Regions from separate parts of the Mus musculus genome. Here region 1 is linked to region 2. A link is a contact called in public Hi-C data. All regions are on one chromosome and are shown on one strand. Each heading gives the region's core, a stretch centred on a gene start, on an enhancer-like site or on the middle of the called end of the contact. The rest is flanking DNA. Distances are from core to core; before and after follow the strand shown.

Region 1 (5,257 bases), core at 1,324-3,823, 150 kb after region 2:
CCACAATTACTTATATTTGGATAGCAATAAAGTATCCCTTATTTTTTTCTTGAATGGAGGCTGTGTTTTACACTGACAGCTGTCACAGCCTGTCTCCACTATCATCTTTGCTTTCACTATATCTGCCTACAAATTGTATCTATCCTACAACTCCAGGTAAGTGAAAACATTAAGTTCACATCCTTCCTTCCATCCTCCCTTCCTTTTCTTTTCTTTCTCTCCTTCTTTGCTCTGTCTGTTCTTTGTTTGGAGCATAGTCCTCTTTCTTAGCTGGATTTGATCCTATTGATTCCTTAGGGCTTGTCTTGAGCTTTCTTTCTAATGAGCAACACTTCCTGGTTAGCCAGGTTGAGAGGAGCACTCAGCGCCTCTAATTTGGCTAGGCCCCATTTCTGATTTGATTGGATCTTTCTCTACATTTGCTCTTTTTGAGGGTGGGAGCCATACTTCTCGTCTCAGGTACTATGGGTTTGTAGTCATATGCACAACAAATGTCTAGAGCAGTGTCAGCTGGCTTGTAGAAGCACTTCGATGAGTAATCAAGATCAAGATTTGTTCTCCAGAAGTGAGACACAGAAGATATGAAAGACCTCCCTTCTTGCAGAAGGGAGTGTAACATGGTGTAGAAGAGGACCAAAGTTCCTAAAGGGTAGAACTAGCATGTGACTCAGGAATTATAGTCTATGTCCAATATCTATCCACAAAGCTTCTAGAAGACTGTTCACAGAAGTACTTCATGTAAGTGGACTCACAAAACATTATGCTAAGTGGGTCAGATCAGGCACAAAAGGTCACACTTTGTATGTAATTAGACATATCTTGAGGAAGTGGATTAATGTTGCCTAGGGCAGGTGTGATGTGTGAAGAGATGGAGGAAGGGAATAACTGCTGAGGAGCATGGAATCTCCTTTGACAGCTGGAAAGAATAAAGTTGATGTGGTGATGGGTGCTTACATGTAAGCATGTTAAACATTTAAAGATAAAATTACCAATTACTTTGTGGGGTTTCTGAGGTGAGATTCTGATGACCGATACACAGTGATCTGAAACTAGAGTGGTGGCAGTAGGGATAAACGGTCATTTTGTTGGGTCAGATGTTTCGATGGAAACCCAAAGGCATTAAAATTTCAAGCACAAAGAGAAAAGATAAGGTGACACATAGATATTGACTATCAGTTTATGAAATGCTTATTGAATGTATTTCCACTTTCTTGACTACTAGACTAGATGTAAAGGAGAAATGGGAAACAGCTTGCTGAGTATACAAAGAAGTGGTCCTTGACTTGGTGCTCAACTGGAAATTAAAAAAGTATATGTGTGTAAGGAAGCATCAAATTTCTATAAGAGAAATACAACTTATTTGTGCAAAGAATGGGCAGGATGGAAAAGGTCAGAAGAGGTGACCTGCTCAGTATTAGTTGTTCACTAAGGACTTCAAGTTGCCCAGCTCAGTGAAGGCATGTCAAGATCCTGTTGATACTTCCCACTCAGTACAGAGATTAAAGATAGTTCAGTCAATTTTGTTCAGTGGAAGGAAGAGAAAAGCAATTCCCAATAATGCTCTCTGTGTGAAGATTAGAAGTTGTCCACAGACTCACATTCAAACGATCAGGGCACTAGGCAGTAAAATATCTTGGATATATTTGGTTCATTCCCAGATTGTTACCACTTGACTAGTTCCAAGTAAATGGTATACGTTCAATAAAAATTAAGTGAATGTTGTCTAAACCATCTGAGAAGTGTGCTACCTGTTGACCATTTCTATGTAACAGTCACGACAGTCTACACAATTACTCTCCCCTTCAAACAAAAACCTACCAAGTGTATGGCATATTCCCTTCAGGAAAAGATGTTGACTGACAGCTTTGCTGTAAGGATGTGGAACAGCTAAAAAACAACTGTTTTTAGTGGAATATGAACGAACTGCTATGAGAGAGTTGATTACAAGTGCTACAGTCCTAGCGCTGAAGATCTTTAAAATCCAGTGGTTTAGAGAAGCTTTCAGCTTGGGCACGTTCAGGAACTTGAGAGTTCCGCTAAGCCGATAGGTCCAGACATCACGTCAAACATTTCTTGAGCATGTCATAGTGCCGGGTGCTTTATTCAGTTCTCACATTTTGGTTGTTTGTAAGAGGCAAAGGCTCTTCTCGTGGTAGATTCGAGTTCTGGACAGAAGAAAAATTCAGATTTGGTAGGTGGTTTTATGGGCCTGTCACTAAGAGAGATTGAGAACCTTTACTAGGAGGTAGATCTTGAGAAAGGTCAGGAAAAGCGTTAAGTCGAAGCCAATCTATAGCAGAGTCAATTACCTGAGAATCACTCAACTAGGAGGTTCTTCTTGTGGCCTAGCCAGCTGAATCTCTGTTAGGAGGAATATCTGTTGAATAGTTTGTTTTGGCTCAGGACAAAAGATAAAGACATGATGTAGTTTTTGAGGATGGTCAGGCCAGTGTATATCAGGTCAATCCACTTCACAGGTCAGGTCTCTCTTCAGATGAGGCTCAGCTGGCCTCCTCTTGGGGGGTCATGTGATGCGCCCGCGGATGCCTGGAGCGCCGCGCGCAGGCCTGGGCGGGCCTAGGTAGAAATCAACTTCCGGTGAGGATGTCCTGGACGCCGGGTGGTGTGTGGGCTGCCCGAACGTGGGTTCCTGGGCCAGCAGTCACCGGGAGGGGGGTGGTTGCGTAGCCGGTGTCCCGGAGCCAGTGTCTGAGAGCCGGGTGTGACGCGCAACAGCGCGGGGAGCACTGCGGTGGGCGCAGGTAATCGGGTGCTCGCCGTCTGGGTCCGGGTCTCGGCCGCGGGTGGGAACGTGACCAAGTTACTGCGAGTCGCGAGGCCGCGGCCGGGCGACTCACGGGACCTGGGTCAGGGAGACACCTCGCTCCCGCCCTCGCCCGCGGGGCCCTGCACTTGGGTAGTCCCGAGTGGAGAGCCATAGTAAGTCCGCTTGTTGTCCGCGCTGTAGTTGCCCCGGCGGAACGGAAGTGTTGACCCTGATGCGGTTCCCGTCGGTGCCGAGCGGCGCACCCCTTCCGGTCTCAGACCTTGGGAAAGCGCGCACTGTGCACTCGGAGTTCTGGAGAGCTGATCGCTGGACACACCCTCAGTGGCGTCTCGGGTTCTCACCCCAGGCGAGCATCGTGCGGAGCGCTTGGCCTCTGTCTGTTACACACCTTTCCCCGCCCCCCCAGGATGCCGCGTCTGCGCGGCTGCCTCCGCAGGAGGGAGCTTTGCACAAGAGTTGTCAGCTGCTCTGACAGCTCTGGGATGGTGAGGCCGCCGTGATCTTGGCCCTCCGCTCTGGGGAAGTGAAGGCTTTGGGCTCAGCTTAGGTCCCTCAGAGGCCGCCCACGAATTCCGACTTATCCCTCCACTGTGCAGACATTGACACGTCTTCGCCCCTAGTTTTAAACTTCCCGGCTCTGTGGAAGGCTATGGAACATGTTTGCATGCTGCGTGGTTGAGGGATTGCCATCTTGTCACAGGGTGGGTCAGCTGTCACCTCAGGATTTAAGACAAAAGCCTGCAGAGTACTCACAGTTTCCTGGGCGACAGAAACCGAGGAGAAGTGCACTTGTAGTCATCTTAGCCACACCTTGTGTTGCTTTTGGGGTTGTTTGAACCTCACCTGTTGGGATAAATGGCTCAGGAAGATGCTAGGTCCGCTGCACCTTGGTGCCACTATGTGGTGTGTTAATGTGTGAAGAATTGCCTGGTGAGAGGTGAGGAAGTTTGGTGTCTCCTAGGATGTCTAGAGATGTTTCAGTGGGCTGGGAACTGTGAACTGGTTGCCTAGCAACACCATACTCCAAATTGGAAAAAAACATAAAACAAAATGAGAAAGTCCAGGATTTTTGAGTTTTTAAGAAAAATATTAATCATCATAATACTTCACAGAAAAAGAAAACTTTAGGAAATCACCTAGAGAAGCATCCATTGTTTGTTCTCTCTCTCTCTCTCTCTCTCTCTCTCTCTCTGGGGTGTGTGTGTGTGTGAGAGAGAAAGAGCCTGTCATCAATTGGGACATTTTATTGAACACCCAGGTACTATCAGATTTGTAAAGAATATAGGATTTTTATTAATAAAGGAAACTTTGAAGGGAATCTCTCTCTATGACACAAGCCAAGTGGGAATCAATTAAGGTGGGTGAGATCTTTCTATTAATGAAAAAGGAGGAAAAATGTTTAAGTTCTAAGGATCACAATCACAGTGCCCTGCTGGCTACTGTTTCCGTATAACTTACCATTAAGTGTTGTCTTTCCTGTAGGATGTAAACGTTTGAAAGGCCACTCTGTATTAATGTGCATGTTAACTTGGTACAGTTTAGGGTTCGGGTTCTGGTTGTCTCCTTTCTTCAGTTTCCAATAACTTGGGTTTAGTTTATTTGAACTAGAGTTGATGTACCTTTTCTTGAAGGACATTTCTTAGAGTTTAGTTCAGGGTAAACTAATTCAGTATGTCTTCGTGTGCACTCACTCTTACAAGTGTGCCTGGTCATATAACATCACCACGGTTTGCTCATTGGGATCCCCCAGGATGGCTACAGATTCATCCTCTGTTGGGTTTTTCCTCTCTGGAGTCATGTAAGTGGAAAGATGAAGCACAGTCCCTTGTTCGTACTTTTTCCCCCCAGAATGCTTTTCTAGCCCTTTTGGTGTCTCCGTAAAAAGGGGACATGGTACTTCTGTCTGTGAGTAGGCCACAGTGTAGTCACTCACTCACTAGTTGGTGGACATTTAGGAGTTTCTGAGTTTTGTGTTTTGGGATGAAGCTGTTAGTAAAAATGCATTTTGGGGGGACAGTCATATTTAAGTCTTTAGAGAGAAAAGTTCTCATTTTCTTTGGTTCAGTGTTGAGAAGCAGGGTGCTGGACCAGGTGGCAGCTGCATGGGTAACGTTTTAGCTCTGCTGTTTACCCTGGTGGCTGCTGTGTGCTGCAGTCCTGCCAGTGAGATGCATGGTTCATGTTGCCATGTGTCAGTTAGGCATTTTAGCTCCTGCTTTAGCTACTTCCGAAGGAGTTTCCTCATGAGTCATTGAGTTTTCGTTTTTTAAATTTGAGGTTCTCAAATAGCCCACTCTGCCTTCAACTGGCTCCGTAGTTGAAGCTAGCCTTGAACTCCTGATCATCCTGCTGTCACCTCCTGAGGCTGGGATTACAGCTGTGTGCCTCCATGCCGGGATCTCACAGATGATTTTGAGATTCTAGTTAACTAACTTGTAAGACATTTTCCTGTGCTGTTGTTGCTGTTTG
Region 2 (5,472 bases), core at 1,962-4,461:
CACTGTATCTGTGTCCAAACTTGTTCTTCTTGCAAGGACAGCAGTCACACTGAAGCTGGCTCTCCTAACGACCTCATTTTCAGTTAATTGCCTCTTTAAAGATCCTATCTCTAAATGTCCCACTCAGAGACACTGAGAATTAGGCCTTTAACATATGAGTTTTGAAATGACATAATTAAGCCCATAGCATGGAATTTCCATAATTCTTTACATTTTTTTCTTAAAGAAGAATCTTCCTTTTTACAGAAAAACAATACCCGACTTAAGTTTTATCTACTTATATGTGTAGATAGATTTCTAGAAGAAAGATGTTAGGTACATTTGTGTATCATGAATTCTGTACTATACAAAGTTGTTCAGTGTCTTTGAAGAATCTTGACATGTTCAGAGGAAAACTGTCTGGTGGGGGTTGTGGAAGGATTCCACCTTTGGCTATTTGCAATTATCACACGGACTTGTGCAAACCGACCAGTATCAAGTTAAAAGAAAATCAGATCAATGGTTGGAAAAATCAAAACAGATGCTCATTAGGTCCGTCTAAGTTAGAATTAACTCCACCTTTCAGATTTTGTGTTCAACATCTGCAGAACAAAGCCAGTGATTTAACTCACCACAGCCTCCAGTTTATAGCTCATCTTCGGCTCCTCTGATCTATTGTATTTGTGCTAAAGGGCTAAGGAAGTGAGTTACAAAATCAGAGAAACTAGAAATATTAATTTTTCTAGTCCAAGATAATCACCCTCCTTAAGTTTCACTGTGCACACCCCAGGGAAACTTCTGGTCATAGAGTGTAATACTGTCCATACTCGACCTACAAAACAGCTGTGTTCCAAAGTGTCTTTTGGAAGTCAAATATTAGAAACTGTCAAGTAATTTTCCCATAGAAATGGTGTTATTTATGACAATTACATTCCCAGTTCAGCCCTTAAAACCCCATTCGACTCCTATCACAAAAATATTGTATTGATAGTAGAGTGTTCTGAGGCCTCCTTACCACCAGGATACTGGCTTTGTGGAAAGAGAAACAATGTCATGAATGTGATAAATGATCTTAAGTAAGTCAGCATGCTTTGCTCATTTGTATTGCTCTCTGTTTTGCCTTTGGCATTTGTAACAAGGAGGTTGGAGATTGTGGCCACAGGAATTTGGAGTCTGTATTGAACTCTTGACAACTGGGCTAGAACCTTGGAGATGACAGCCAGACAACTGTCTTTAAATCTAGAGTATATCTAGAGAGGAAGAATCTGTAGACTCCCGAGACTCTCACAATCCAGCTTCATGTCTATAAAGAGTTAGATCTGTAAGATCTTTTTAGCCAGGAGTGGAGAAAGCTCAGAGTTCTTCAGAAGAGTTCAGGGAAAAGTAGACAGAGCCCTATCCAGTCAGCTCTGATGATTTGACCAGTGGGTGGAACTGGGGTGGACCTATGGGGTCAAGGGTTCAAGACTTAAGAGTTTAAAGACCAAGGAGGGAATTGGAAGGATCAGAGGGAAAGGTGACTAAGAGGAAGTTTGGGTTTTTTGTTTGTTTGTTTGTTCGTTCATTTTTGTTGTTGTTTTTGTTTTGTTATAGGTATCATATTTAGGCTAAGCGAGAAGATATTCATAAAGGTCAGGCCTAGTTATAAGAGGCAGCAGTGGCCAGTCACTAATTGGGTGCAGTCGAGCAGAGATAGACCTTACACTTGCCCTCTGCCAGCGGCCCCAGCATAATAGTTCTTCAGAGGACACCATAAAACCAACAGGTTGAATAGATCCAATACACCTAGAAGAAGCAAAGTAACAGTGACTGGGCAAAAGAGCCTCTCCAAGAGCCTTAGAAGAAACAAAGTAACAGTGACTGGGCAAAGGAGCCTTTTCATACCTCTTTTCTCACCAGCACTGGTGCTCATTTGCAATACTAGTTACATGAACTGTGGCAGCTGTGTTCTCATTCATTCTTGGGTATCTCTGTTTCCCTTCCCCTTTCCTCTCCATTTGTGTCTTGTGCAGGGGATCAAATCCAGAGACTCGGGCAAGCTTAAACAGGATTTCTATCACTGTGCTATATCCCCACCCCAGGGGATTGATTTTCCCTGGAAAGAAACATTTGTTTTCATAAATGGTTAAATTCGTAATCATTTTAAAACTAGTGATTCCAGACACAGTCATATGCTTTTCCTCTGCTTTTGAAAGAGGGTGGTGAGATAAGGAGAAGACCTCTACTGCTGGGGAGACAGAGGTGGCTATGTACAGAGTTTCACAGCTCCTCAGGGGAGATGAGATTTGAAGCAGGTTAGTTATGCTTTAACATCTTCTAGAGAATTCATCTAGAAACCATGCCCTCCAATACCATCCCAACCCACCAAGGAGGCCATGTGGTTCTCAGTGCTGACTCTGGAGCTGGAGTCTGGGGATGAGAATGGAGAGAGTGAAGTACTCTTGAGTTAGAGGCTCCTGTGGGTGAGGCTGCAGGCTGCAGGCTGCAGGCTGCCCTCATCTCTCAGCCATGTGACTTGGGTCTGGGTTGCTTCTTTACCCATCTCTTCCTGGACTCATGTTGTTGCTCTTCTCCATTGCTACCATCTGACCAGGGTCTTTCTCTCCTGCTGCCCCTTATGTTCCTAAACATATTTCCTTAATCATCTTTTTTTTTTTTTTTAGCATGACCATGCTCTGAAGGATATGCAATGGCACATGATGATTTGGTACATCTTTATTGATATTCAGTTTTATTCAAGGACAGCTGAACCCTCTATTTCCATCTAATAAGACACCTATGTAGTGAGCTAGCACAGAGCAAATGGTGAGACATTTTAGTGTAAGCCAGTTTGAGCTTTGAGCTGCCCAAGACCGCAGCCCTGGATAACCAGGGAATGCACTTAATTAGCTCTGTTGTTTTGGATAGTTCATTGGTGGAAAACACAGAGCATCAGAGAGCTAATGGAAGCAGTCTTGAGGTTTGTGGAGGGGGCTTTTCTGCTCAGAATAGAAGGCATGATAGGCTTTCCCTGGAGAAGTAACGGGGGCAGGGATTTACCCCAGGAAATCAAAATATAGAGGCAGGGTGGTAGAAACAAAGCAAAACAAAATTGAACAATGATTTTAAAGGCTTAGCACTTACTTACCAAGAATAATTAGCTAAAATAGGATGCTACCAGATGGCTCAGGCTTGCTATTAAAACCCATCTGTGAGCCACATTTCCAGCCGGAGAGCTTATTTGAGGAGCTTTGTGTCACTTCAGCTGCTCTGTTCCAAATCCAGAACGACCAGCGATGACGGTGCCCTGATCCTTCTGGGTCCCACTTCCACTTTTTCTTCCTTTGCCAACCCCAACCTTTGTTCTTTCTCTGAAAGGTTTGTAAAGATATAATGATCTCTGTGTGTGCAAAGGCCTTGAGTCATTTATCTATCACATACAGGATGGCTTCTCTTACTATTTCTGGATAGAAATGTAAAATGGTTGGGGAAGATGGAGCTGAGAGGTGTGTGAGGTGGAGTCTCTGACTTTACTGATGCAGCGAGTTAGCCTGGCTTTGGGTGGGCTCCCAAGTCCTTCCCCAGCCCCTCTTTAGTTTGGTGTCCATCCTGCCATCACAGAAGGGACACCTTGGGTACGGAAATGACCCACAAACTTAGAGGCTTCATGATAGAATTGCTTGTAACTAAAAACATTAGAAATTAGGTCTTCCTTTACTATGGAGCCGGAAACTCACCCCTGCATGAGTACATGGGCTCACATGGAAAGAGGTCTGATGTGTAACACCAGTTGCCCTAAAAACACAGGGAAGAAAAACACTCCAAACCTTTTGAGAGATACTTTATACATGTATCTATATCAGTGACCTGAGTTTCATTTGCAGTGTGAGCTCAGTGAATATCAGTAACATGAAAGAAAATGCTCATTGTATCCTAATTATGGTTACGACTGTGTAGACATTAAATCTTCCTACAGTCACCAAAACATGGGTGTCTTGGATGTCATTTATAGCTAGAATAATGGCAAGTATTGATCGAGTGCTTGGGAAATCTTTTGCATGCCAAATTTTGACACGCATATGCTTCCAGATAGGTTTGGCCACAAAATATTGTTATAATAAAAGTCTAGTTACCAAACTCAAAAATATGGCGAGTGAGATATAAACTCATGTAGCACTCGTTAATTAAGGCAGGAACTGGACTCTAGAGGGCTTTTAATGGAGAGGGACTCATGGGTTCAGTGAGAAGATGAAAACCTGGCTCTGAGGAGGCTCGAGGTGAGTGTGTACCGTGTCCCTTACCGTGTCTGCCTCTGAGAATACTACAGGTGAGTGTGTAGTGTGTCTCTCAATGTGTTTGTCAAATGGACTCTTAAGATGTGACTTTGGTAGCCAAGCAAAAGCAGAAAGGATGTCCAGGTTTCCACTGGATATCACTTGAGTATTCTTAAGAATGGTGTCTGCTTGGTAGGCTGAAAAGCCAGGTAAGTGCTCAGGACAACTAAATGGGTAACCTGGCCAAGACTTGCAGACCTTGGTGGTATAAACAGAGATGAAGATCATTTGGAATATTTGTGTAGGGGCATCATGAAACCATTAATTTATCTAGGTTGTGAGTTCTCTGCTAGGGACTATCAGCATGGCCCCCTGTATTCCTCCAATGTTATCAATGAGAATTTAGGAAAAATCCCGGTCAAATCTCTGGTGTAGGACTCATGTCAGGAAGCCTAGAGGGCAGACCCAGCACTGGTTGTAGATGTTTGAGAGAGCCAAGCACTTAGTATTAATACTTTTATAATAAAAATTTGATATACATATTAATCTTGCTGAGTCTAAGAATATTTTGCTTCTCACAGTAATAGATCAGTCTTGACATTCTGATGTAAAATACACAATTATTTAAGTAATTTAGATTTGCACTTTTAAGTTAAATCTCATCAACTTTATTTAGATTATTGGAAAAGTTAAGAAAACACAAAATCCACTGTGTTTATATGTTTAATTCACTAGAATAATGTTGTTCTGATGGGACAAAGGATAGTCATTGTGATAGCTGTACTTAACAGAGAGCATAAACTATATTAAATTTGTGAACAGAGCTAAAATTATTTTATTAAGTAACAATCTATACTTGTGTGTGTAGAACAAAATACTATTCTAAATGTTTCCAAAAATGTTGCTAACCTACTTTGGCTTACAAATAAAACAAAATTTCTAAGATGAACTTTAATTAAAAGCATTTTTTTCTTTTAATATTAAGGGTTCATACACCCAAGATTTGGGTTCAACAAAACATTTGAAAGCTCAGAAATGATAATTTTATGTACATTCAAAAGCAAAAAATTGTTTTTTCTGGAATTAACATATTCTTGTAAATTAAAAATGAAATCCCAAGAAATACAACATTGGGTACATGAATGGAGATCTTAGACGGAGTTGCCTGGTACCTTGTTGTGAAGAAGGTATGCTGTGGAGAAATCCTCTGGGATTGATGCCTAGCAGTGTATCACTGGAA

What was found. A called contact is a pair of places that touch in the nucleus more often than the background predicts.
Region 1: a Hi-C map of cortical neurons shows a contact between it and region 2, with 2.0 times the contacts expected there. The contact joins the promoter of Ccdc91 here to the enhancer-like site in region 2. A contact is called at or near these places in 1 of 39 promoter capture datasets (hippocampal neurons), 2 of 484 Hi-C or Micro-C datasets (both in cortical neurons) and 1 of 9 other capture datasets (adipose tissue).

The regions. Positions count from the first base shown.
Region 1 is chr6:147,473,298-147,478,554 of GRCm38.p6, forward strand. It overlaps Ccdc91 (coiled-coil domain containing 91), which reads left to right and starts at 2,574. Exons shown (of 13, transcript NM_025911.2): 1 at 2,574-2,762. Gm6288 (a long non-coding RNA gene) reads right to left here and starts at 2,522. Exons shown (of 4, transcript XR_869623.3): 1 at 1,819-2,522.
Region 2 is chr6:147,326,225-147,331,696 of GRCm38.p6, forward strand. No RefSeq gene overlaps it. Among named protein-coding and RNA genes, the nearest start is that of Pthlh, 65 kb to the left of the region's middle. Within about 2 kb of position 3,212, at least 18 of the 459 cell types and tissues checked have an H3K27ac peak or open chromatin away from gene starts, as enhancers often do. A contact at or near this core is called in cortical neurons, where this site is marked.